Regions from separate parts of the Gasterosteus aculeatus genome. Here region 2 is linked to region 1. A link is a contact called in public Hi-C data. All regions are on one chromosome and are shown on one strand. The core of a region is the stretch at or near the end of the contact, and the rest is flanking DNA. Distances in the headings are between cores, read along the strand shown.

Region 1 (5,810 bases), core at 2,472-4,971:
CGGACTGAAGGAAGAATATTTCAAAATGTGTTATTTTTCTTTGATTAACTTAAAAAGAATATTATGCCTCGCTGCACTGATCCCGGCCTCCGGAAAATAATATCTGATCACAACTCTCCCGGAACAGAGCAAAGCCAACAGCGACGTGATGTCAGTCTGAACGATGGCATGAAACGAACTGCCAATGCATCGAAACATCAGGATGTTTAGGAGCACAACTGGCAGAGATTTAAGGTTTTATATCATTTAAAAGAGCCGGTAAGAAAACAGAAGGAAGTGGAAAAAATACTGTTTCCTCGGGTATATTTATGGGAAAACTGAACTGTTGCAAAATAATGTTTTTTAAATTGAATTTACTTTTAATGGGCAAAACCTGTGTGCCATTATCATCAGGCCTGATGAAGCTGTATCCCACTAACATAACAGCTCGTTATGAACAAAAAAAGGATTGTTTTTCGTCAAGTGTGTTGTCACGGAACTTCATCACGTGACATATCCTGCTCCTACGATCCAAAATGTCCTTCCCTGATACACCAAAGCAAACAGTACAACAACGGGACAAAAGTGGCACATTGTTTACTCATTACCTGGTTGGAACAAGCACCATTCTACTCATATGTGTGAATGTTTGACTCGTTGACATAGAGGTTGTGTTGACCTCTGTTTTTATAATACTGGCCAACAGACGTCATCTTTTTAAATGTTGAACATATAGCTCATCAGTTGCCAAACAGAACTGCAGCCATCTGCAGCTTTGAACAAAACCGCTGTTGAATTATTTTGCAGGCCGCCTGTGAGATGCATCGCCTCGTGCACGTTTCACATAAACGAGAGAACAGTTGTCCGTCTCCTTCGGAGAGGAACCCCTGAAGGAGACGTCGTAACAGATGCTCGTCGTGCGCCGCGCTGACGGTGCCCTCGGGACTCCCGGCGGGACCGTGCAGGCCCCCGACCGCCCGCCTCACACGTCCCGGGTGGAAGCTTGGATCCAACGCGGCGGTAAATGCCTCCATCAACATTCCTGTCCATTTAAGTCCTTTGACATCTTCACTTCCCTACAAAAGAACGTGGCTCGCGGGCAACGCGGTGCCGCCTGTGGATTTGACACGACGTCTGCAATAAAAGCGAGCTGGTTTTAGGTTTTATTTTTTACAGAAGGCTTTTAGGCTTCAGTAACAAAAGATAAAGATTTAACGAGAGAGAAGGCACTGAAAGGTCTGAGCACCGGTTGCTCTCAGAACACTTTTTTGAGTGACTCACTGAAGCTCAAAATAGGTTTAGAGCTCAGAGGTTGAGACTTTCTTAAAGGACACACACACACACACACACACACACCCACATGCACATTTTATAAAGAAAGACGAGTCCCCTCAAGGTGACTGTGTGAATAGATCTATTTCCCCACAGGGGCATCAAATATTGAACAAACACACAGTGGTGTTTACATCAATGACATTATATTACATTCATTTCCTACTACTGGACCCATTAGCTTTGCATATTCTCAAGGACCTGTTGAGGTTTGAAGGACGCATCTCACTGAGTCCTTGTGACCGGCCGGTTGGGCTGCGGGCAAAAGGCCTTTCGGCTGCGGCCGCTTTGCAAATGAATTCCAAACCCCCCAAAAAAGGTCTCTGAGGCTAGATTGTCGTTGAAGCCTCTAAAGAACTCTGTCAACACTTCTTTGGATGAAGGAAAAGTAGGAAACCTTCTGTAATATGCAGTAAACTAAATACGAGGCGGATGGCAACTCGACAGGAAGTTGTATTCAACATGACACTTTAATGAAGGAATAAAAAACATCTTACTTAACTTTTGAATGTTTTTAAAAAATGTTAAGCAGCCTATAGCTGTAACTGATATTATAAAATGTCTTTGAATATAAACCAGGACACAAAATGTGTATTTTTTTTAAATCCTTTCCGAGCCACCTAGCAGCGGCTTTCTCTTGACCTCATCCGCTCACGAGCTTCACGCCTCGTCACAAACACGACCTAAAGGGGTCAATCTAAAAAAACAACAAAGACGTATGATTTAATGTGTTGTATCAGTTTGTGATGATGGAAATAATAGTATTATATGCTTAAATACAAGGGACAAAGCCGTCAAGCTGCTGTGGTAATTATGTTTACTGTTAAGTAAAAGTCCGGTAATGTCAAAAAAAATTAAAAGCCTTTTGAAATATATTTCCTTCCTGATTTAATTTGTTTATTAATATATTGTATCAAACTTTTGACAGATTTTTCAGAATTTTCTTGAATTTAAGAAAAAAAAAGAAAACATAATTCGCCCGTCCGTGTGATAGAATTTAAAAACTCAGGCCGTAAAGTGTCTCGCTGTCAGACGCCGGCTTGCATCTGGCTCTTAAACTCTGGGACTCATTGTCCGTGTATCCCTGTTCCAGCAATCCAAAACATTCCAAGGCCTCGGCTGACAGCTGTTTCATCAAAGTGCTCATGAATATAGACAGCGTTGTCATCTCCTGTTATTGTGACTCACGCCAAGCAGCTGACTTAGAAAATCATTGCTGCCATTAAACTGTTCATCTCCTTCAGATTCCGATGGCGATTGAAGTCCACTATTTACAACGCGGCCATGTTGTTTTGCAGGTGGAAAGTAATCGTTCGCATGGAGTCCCGAAAGCAACATTTTGAAAAGTGCACTCTTTAGACCACTTTCAGTCTGCCCTTCAAATGTGAGCAGCTGGTTAGCTTAGCTTAGCTCAGCATAGCTTAGCTTGGCGTAAAGTGCCCTGTACTGCAGGTGGCCGCAAACCTCACAGAGTGACCTCGCCTCTCCTGGTAATCTCCTTGCTCATGAGACGGGCGCCATCAATTATGGCGCCATTAATTACTTCCTCAAACTGGTGTCAGTGAAGTGAGGCGGATATTTTGACCTTGATGAACAACACGCAGCAGGAAACAAACGCACAGCGCCCGTGTGTGGACGCGCATCACGTTCAAGGACGGGGAGGTGGTAGAAGGTGAGCTTCCACGACAACGAGCGGCTCGTATAGCAGAATGCACGGCTATGTTAAACACTTACGGGAACCGCGCGAGCATTTTAATTTAGGCCAAACGGAGGGATCGCATCGCTGAGAGGAGTTTTGGAGGCAGCGGACGGTACATTATCTGGTGGCATGCCAGCTGCTGGTGGCTGGAAGATCACAATCTCTTAATACAACCTTCCTGGAGCCCTTCAGAGTGAACGCTCGGCTCAGGGACGATTTTATCTCCTGCTCAAGACTTATTGGGCTTATTTTCAGCTCGGCTCGGTTAGAGGCGAGCTGCACTCGAGCTCCAAGAGTTTGCGCTTCTGCTCCCTCCGAGGCCACCGACGTCCGTGCTCATTTACATCCGCGCGTGTAGGTAGATGCACCACCGCCCTGTATGTGTGTATCTGAAATGAAAAGAGCCGTACTGATGGATACGTTCCAAACATGGATATGTGGATATGTATATTTACTTATGGATGCGTTCCAAACATATTTACAGGGGGAACGTCTTGAAGTTCCACACATCCAGAATATGTGCAATGTAAAGAGAGGATCTGCAACCATTCATTGCTTTTGCAATACCTGGGTATGAAATATCAAAAGGACAATACACAACATCAAAGCCTTGTTTGAAAATGTTATTTTCCGACGCGCATAGAGCATCACCTGTATACTAAACAGGTGTGAGCCGGCGGGTGGATTAGATAACAATCAGCCACACGGGCCTGTGAGCTGGGGATGCTAAAGTGCTTGTCGCTGTGGTAACCGCTTCCCTCTGCCCCCTCATCCGCCTGCAGGTCGGGCGTGGACGAAATGCACCCGGTGTGGTGTTTGCAGAAGTCGATTGAACGAAACGAGATGTGGTAAAGGACAGAGAACCCAAACTTGATGCAGATTGATGGCCGTAACGTAAACGTCAGATTTCCCCTGGAGGACGTGGCGTTCACTTCTCTCCATGTGTCTCACCTGTGCACATCTCCCTTTGATTTGTTGGTCAACCCAATTATTTTTCCCTTTCTTCAAATGAACGACTTCGTGAAAATGGAATGCTGAATCACTCGAGATTTCCTTTGTAGTTGACGGTGAAACCGATGTGCCGTGAAAAGTTGTTATCAATCCAGCGGGTCAACATTTGAAGTGCAAATGCACCAGTTTTTTAAGAGGGTGTGTGATGGATGTTGTTTTCTAGGTTTTTCCCCGGCGGAGCGCTGTTGCCGCAGTGCACTGCTGCCCCCACATTGCAGTCGGAGGGAAATGCATTTGCAAATACCGAGTGCTCAGTTTGCAAATACCAAAAGCCAGTTATGCTTGGTGGAGTGCACACGGCTCGGACAGCAAGTGTATTTTCTCCTGTAGGAGTAGGTGTCGGGCTTGGTTCAGAAGGCCTCGCAGGGGGGAGTCTGTCACATGAGGTGATGCTTCAGCACCAGACGAAAGTCATCGAGTCACAAACCTGTGTGTGAATTATCACTCGCCCTTCAACTGAATGTACTTAAATGCACCTGCAAGCTGCAAGAAACGTGTAAAAAACCCATTACAGATAATGAAGATGGGAATTAGTGATGACCGGCTTCTCCTGAACGGTTTCTGTCCCTCAAGTGTAAACTGGAGCTGATCCAGGGACAATAAACAGACATCTGCCTTGAGAATTTATAATCGAAACGTGAGATTTCCAGATCGCAATGAATCAATCGGACATCCAGTGCTTGACATTTTAAAAACATTGTGTCATCACCTTCTGATGTGCTGCTGAAGGAAAAGTTGACACACAAAGGAAGTGTTATTTTTTTTAGTGCATTTCTTTCAAAATGCAGCTTTTTACGCCTCCACCTCAGGAGCTCCGTCAATGAAGGGAGCGTTCTGACGGGTTACGACCACAAAGAGCAGGAAGTTTGAGTAATGAAATCATTTGATACGTCAACAATTTCCACACTTTGAAACACCTAATTTTTCAGTTTTTTCACTACATAAAACACATTTTGTTCCCACTTCTTTGGCAGCCTGCAGGCAGTCACAACCTGCACAAATCCAAAATGGATTTTGTTGCCAGGGAAACTACTGAATGTGGTTTAAAATACTTTTATATCTTCGGACAGACTCAAGCTTTGTTGTTTTACACGTAGTCATGGTGCACAGCGGGATGAGTGGTTCAGTCCGTGCACGGGTCAACCTGGAGATAAGAAAGCTTTTTTGCCATAACGGCCCTCAACAAAATCAAATATTCACCAGTAAAGATCCCTCTGAATTTGTAAGCAGTTTGTAAACCATAAAACTCAATAAAGTATCGCACTGTGAAGCAGTTGTACCATAAAGTACATAACGTGGGGAAGATGTACAACTTAGACAAAGGTGTGTAAAAATCATTCGTTAGACATATTTCTAAACCGTGCAACGTCACTTTTTTAAATGTTAGCTGCTTTTAGTTATGCTGCTCATCCTGGATGTTTGTCCTTGGAAGTTGTGATTTGGGGAACGTGGCACTTGCTCATTATGCTCCACTAGTTCATAAATCTTCTTTTCTTCTCTCAAATGGTTTAACTGCATGTGGACATGCACGGTGCGCACGTTCGACAGGCCTAGCAACAGCGACCAGTCGCTCATCCATCGGCGAACTGCACCGCTCGGGGGAAGCGATGTTCCGTGAGGAACGCTCTTCCAAGGCTGTTGAAACCGAGAGCTAAATCTCATTCTCCGTTACCCTGACTAGATATCATCAGAGAAAAGGAAGAAAAAAAAGAAAGTAAGTTGAAAAGGACATAAAGGATGAAGAGAAGGAGACGTGTGTTTATTGGGTCACGTCTCCTCAGGACTCCTC
Region 2 (5,644 bases), core at 2,161-4,660, 97 kb before region 1:
TTGTGATAGACGGCGACCTATACGGCCTGCACGTGAATAGGGGGACGCTTCAGTGAATCCACTTCCTCTGTTTGTCCCTGGCAGGCCCCAAGGTCACGTCTGCCCTGCCGCTGAGGAGGCTTTTGTGATGGAAATCCTGTGGATAAAGTTTAACCCCTAGAACAATTCAAAACCTGGTCCCCCGCGTTGGCTGCTCCCCCGACCCCCCCCACCCTGCTCCAAAGGCTGAGTCCCGTGGCAGATCCTTGTTATGGGAGCTGCCTGCACATTGGATGGATAGGTGTTAAGTACGCTTGAGTGGGGTGATGTTGTATTACCTAGATTTGACACAGATGTTGTGGGTAAAGAGACGGGGAGGGGGGTGGATGGGGGCTGTGGAGGAATAGGGGCAAATTAAATCCATCGGTAATAATGTGCATGAATGATCAATTCATGTGCTGTTGACTTTTGTGTGCAGATTTTAAGGCAACGATAACAACAAAACAAGCGTGTAATTCAAGATAAGATGGTCCCAGAATGAATCACTTAGGAGTACAAATTAGAAACATGCTGAAGTCCCACAGCAGCATGTACGAAGAACGCTTTCAAATTCTTGGGACCACCCAGCCTTAAGTTAAGTCAGACATGCCCTGCAGCATGCGCATATTGTTTCATGATTGTATTAAGATTAAATATTCAGCGAAGACATCAAATACAACTATATGCACACACCCAAAAACATTCTCACTATTTGTATAAAAATGAATTTGTTCCACGTCGTAGGCCGGCTGAAATGTTTTTCACGCTGAGAGCAGGGTTCTTCTGCTGTGCCGTGTCACTGACTCACCATGATCTCATCCTGTGTTCTGCACTGCAGCATCCAATCAACGTTCCAGGCTGCGATGTGTTTTGCGGTTTAATGGCATATTTGACAAACGTTGATGACATTGACATGCACCAATACAGTTTCTTTGCCCTTGTTCCAAATAAAAGACAATATTCCTAATAAGCTATTTACATGACTAATGAAAACGAACGCTTAACATCATGTTCCCCATCACATGCGGGCGTTCGCATTGCAAGTGTTAGAATCAGATCCCACGACATTCACGTCTGACGGCGACGTTACCAGTTTACCATCTGCTACAATCGATGAGAGCTCGTCGCATCTCATCCCATCAAAATCCCGCCGCTTCAAAGAGTTTCCCACTGGTGGCTGACCGCATCGACCGTGTGAACACAGCCTCCCTCTTGCATTCCTCAGACCACCTTCTGAAGAAGGTCGGAGTTGAGATGCTGGTGCACGTCCATGTTGATGTCAGTGTCCTTCATAATGCTTAAAGTGACCTCTACTCCTACTCAAGAATGATCCTAAAACAGGATATACTATCTACATAGCCCACATGTTTCATCACAGCATGCTGCGTTCAAACTGAGACCTAATTCAGAATATCCTAACGACAATCACTAAAGGGTTTTTAAAAATGATGGCGTCGTGTGAAGTCTTTTGTGGCTTCAGAGGGAACAACCGGGACCCAACATTACGTTTCTAAATCGGGGGCATTATCATGTTTAGCAGGTAATATTTACCATCTTCCCCATTTGGATTCGTGCGTTGCCATGCCAACGTTTGGTAATCGGCACAGCAAGTACGAGGCACATTAGAATGCTGTTTTTGGGGTTTTAGAGATTAAGGCCCATTGTTAAAACAATTCCAGGACCACCTTCCCAAATCAATGAGAAAAAAAGAAAAAGAAAACAATGGCTTTGCCTCCCTCTTCATCCTGATCTCCATGTGTGTGCGTGTGTATGTGTGTGTGTGTGTGTGTCACTTCCTGCCTGCAAACACAAGGGGGGGCTGTAAGACCTGTGCTAATCACCAGACCTTCCACTGATCTTCCTGGAGACTCTTTCCTCCTGTGTGGCGACGTTGGTGCCGCTGTCCTCTCCACGTCACCGCCGTGAAGTGGAGAAGGTGTGACCAGGGTGGGTGTGTGGGTAGGGGTTGTGGGGGGGCTCGTGATGGCTAAGGGATGGCACCACAGTCCGGGAGACATTGATCTGGACTGAGGTGAAAAAAATCACAGCGTGCCAAGGTCACGCACAGCGATCGCCATCTCCATTCAGAGCTTCCCTCAAAGTGCCTCTGCCCTGGAAAAATGAACTCGCGGTCCAGAATCATTTGATGCTCAATGATCCCTCAAGCCTTTGAGTTGTTTTACCAGGTGTAATCGCGCCCCCCTGAAATGTCACAGAAAGGCATTTGGTCTCGAGGGACTTTTATAGCGTTTCTCATACGGTGTTGAATCCTTGAAATCAGCCATTCGTTCGGTACAAAAGTGGATTTTTACCCAGGAGAAAAAAAGAGGTTACACTTCTCAACTCACGGGCAAGGGAAACAAATCTGTCTGACTTCTGCCTGCTCCAATTTTCTAATCCCAAATTCTGACATTTCTTTCTCCAAAATGGATTAGTCCCTTGGGAATATAAAAAAAATCCTCAAAACTGGAGACACGGGTGTTTTCTTTTCCACAACAGACCTCGTCCGAGGGTGCAGCAGAGCTCTCCACGACCGCCTCGTTCTATTTCAGGGTCACTCGTGTGAAACTCACTTTTCAAGCGAGGTTGGACGCATTCCAACCTGCTCCGAGTCGGAGCTGAAGACTGTGTTTTCAGGGCGAACACGAGAAAATACTTCTTTTAATCGGCATGAAGAAGTCGGTGTCGCCACCGAGACACGTTGCTTTTAACTTTGCTCCTTCTTTTTTTCTCCTCCTTAGGCCGTTAGGCGGAATCAACGATGCTCTTTCTGTCTTTCCTCACCTCTACGCATGCAGGCAGCGGGTTTACGGCGCATGCATGCTGTTTATCGTTCATGTGCTGGACACACAACCACAGACGGGAGTTCCCCGGCGGCCTGCAGAAACTCCACTGCAGCAGCTGCCCGTTGGATTCAAACCAGTGACCCTGTTCCTCCAATGAAACAGTCAAGCAAAAACACATGTTGTGCTACGTCACTGCAAATCAGTCTCATATTCAACTGTCACGGTGCATTTCACTTTAAACAAGGTCAGAGAGAAGTACTTTTCACGTGCCTGCTCTTAACATAGTCGCGTTTATTTCCTGTGCTGTCATCTGAGGATCCTCCGCTACTCTGACCCGTCTGAATTAACCGTTACACTGTCGCTGTACGGCTTTAAAACGGCTCTTTACTGCCTTCAGCTGTCACTTCACTTCTCCCTCGACGCACTCCTCCCTTCTCTCTGCGTCGGCTGTTTTCCGTCGCAAAATGTGACCCCAGCTCAAAGCCCTGTCCGGTTAGCTCCTCGGGAATCCTGCACAAAAACAGAGGCCTCTAATACTTCAGTGTCATTACTGCTGTAAACGCGGCGGCTGTAGTTCCGCTCTCGTCTCCACTGCTGTCCAGAGGTCAGCTAAGCACACGGGGGGAGCAAACAAACTGTAACATGAACAGACACATTACCTCATCTGTCGACATATTCCTCTTACGCTGAGCCCCCCCCCCCCCCCCCATCCCGGCTTCACACCACATTTATCTGCCATTATCCCGTGTGCCCTAAACAGCAGTGGGTTCCTGGGTACAGCACGACGACGAACAACAGCACGGAGGGAAGCCAAACACACCGTTAATCTCCACGGCGCAGACCAAAAAAACACAACCCGCGCCGCGAGCATTTTCCTAAATACTGGCCGCTGCTTATTGAGACTGCGTCGTCGAGGCCGGGAGGAAGGGATGCAAACGACAAGGCCACGGCGAATTTGCATCAAGGAAAAAAGGAACAGTTTATTACTGAGGGGAACACAGGGAGGCAGTCTGGAGACATACGAACAACGAGCCAGTGTGTGTGAGTGTGAATAAATAACTAGAAACAGCAGCAGCGCTCCATCCCTCTTGCTCTCAATTACATTCACAGTTTCTCAGCTTTTACTATCGGCCTATAACAGCACTCACGCTGCCAAAGTGTAAAGAGGGAAACAAATGATCGATAAATTAAGTACAGAAGAGAAACGTGTGTGAGATTGAGACAAAGCATGTGGCCACGTGCAGGCCGTTGTACATGGGCTCGCTGGCTGGGGTCACACAGTGAAAGTCTTCGCTTTGGAAACTGACCAAGACTCTCATGTGGAGCAATCAGATGTGATTGTGTCGGTAATTGGAGAAGAGGTTTGTGTGGCACCGTGGCACAACATGGTTGATTGTGTTTGAATAGCCGCTGATTGATTGCGGCCTCGCTGCAGCCAAGCTGTGCACGCCGCGTGAGAAAGGAGGACGGAATTTATACATACATATTTATTTATACATATATAGTTTTCTAAACCTGACTCACTCAGCCTCTTCAGGGCCAGGACTTCAGCCTCGCCACAGGCTGAAATGACTCCTTGGAAATACATTTCAATAGTGTATTTTGTAATGGAAAATGGGGGAAGTAATGCCAATACAATACAACCCGAACCATACAAGGGGGAAGTTATTTTCTCTCTGACACAAATCAACTTTTTTCAACCCGAGTGACAATTTTCAGCTTCTTTAATCAACAAACTCTGATAAACTTCCAGAACCCTTTTCTGCAGTTTGATGATACATATTAGTCTCGCCTGTTATTGAGAGACTAACCTAAAGACTTTGGTGTGGAAGTTGCTGAAGTGTTTTGCTTGTGATTAAGGTGTATGGATGCGTTCATTGAGGCAATGATCCATGAGAGGGAGTGATTCACAGCGACTTTACAACAGCTAGGGGCGTTGTTAAAGAGTCACTGCCTCAAGTAGCTTACAGCTTTAATAAAAAGGTTACTACTCATATCTGGCAAGATTTCATCAAATAAACACACAGCGACCAATAAAAAGGTTTAAAAAATCCATTCTTCCGCAAAACAATGCTTCCTCAGCAACATTTAACTACAAAAGCCACACAATCACAGCGCAGCTTTGCATTGGTCTGCTGCTCTCGCAATCCTTCAAATCAGATTCTCTCAACAATAATCCCAATGCCAGCCAAACATTTCATTGTTTCTTAAAGGAATAGTTCACTCCATTAACCATGTAATGTGTGTAGGGGCGTGTTAGCCACCAGAGACTCATGCGCTCCTGTGAAAGGTTTGAACCGAGAGGCGCTAAAGAGAGCCGGGCCCACTGAGGAAATGGAAGCACATCACTGCGAACAGACGCCGTGCACGTGTGCTCGCACAAATTGGTTGTGTTTTGTTGAGCCAAACAATGGATGCAGGATGCTTGACTTTAAACTTGTAAAAATGTTTCATAACTTTGATTTCCCTTCTTTCTTTGCCTCGGAAGTATGTGTGCACTGATATGCTTTTATTTTACCGGTGTATATACATATATACATCTATATATATGCCACTTATCATCAGAGTGAAACCCTGAGATCGACTCTAACACAAGTCCTGGTGAAGCAATCACCGACTAACGGGGCCACTCGGCCCCCAGCGGTCCCCTCTCATCATCTGAAAACCTTTCTTTTCCAAGTTCACAGCTCAGTTCTCGATTCAAACTCCAGAGCTTGAAAGACATAAGTGAGATTACAACAACTGATTCAAAAAGAATTACGAGATTTGGTATTTTTGGTATAACAAATACATGCATGGGACATTATATCAGAGTGATGCAAACAACCACGGCAGCCATA

The links. Hi-C and Micro-C count contacts between places; a contact is called where the count stands out from the background.
Region 2: a Hi-C map of liver shows a contact between it and region 1, with 4 times the contacts expected there. The contact joins two enhancer-like sites. A contact is called at or near these places in 5 of 6 Hi-C or Micro-C datasets (liver, skeletal muscle, tail fin and 1 more).

The regions. Positions count from the first base shown.
Region 1 is chr20:4,923,477-4,929,286 of fGasAcu3.hap1.1, reverse strand. No RefSeq gene overlaps it. Among protein-coding and RNA genes, the nearest start is that of LOC120810578, 9.0 kb to the right of the region's middle. Within about 2 kb of position 3,721, at least 4 of the 9 cell types and tissues checked have open chromatin away from gene starts, as enhancers often do. A contact at or near this core is called in liver, where this site is marked.
Region 2 is chr20:5,020,532-5,026,175 of fGasAcu3.hap1.1, reverse strand. No RefSeq gene overlaps it. Among protein-coding and RNA genes, the nearest start is that of LOC120810496, 9.3 kb to the left of the region's middle. Within about 2 kb of position 3,410, at least 1 of the 9 cell types and tissues checked has open chromatin away from gene starts, as enhancers often do. A contact at or near this core is called in liver, where this site is marked.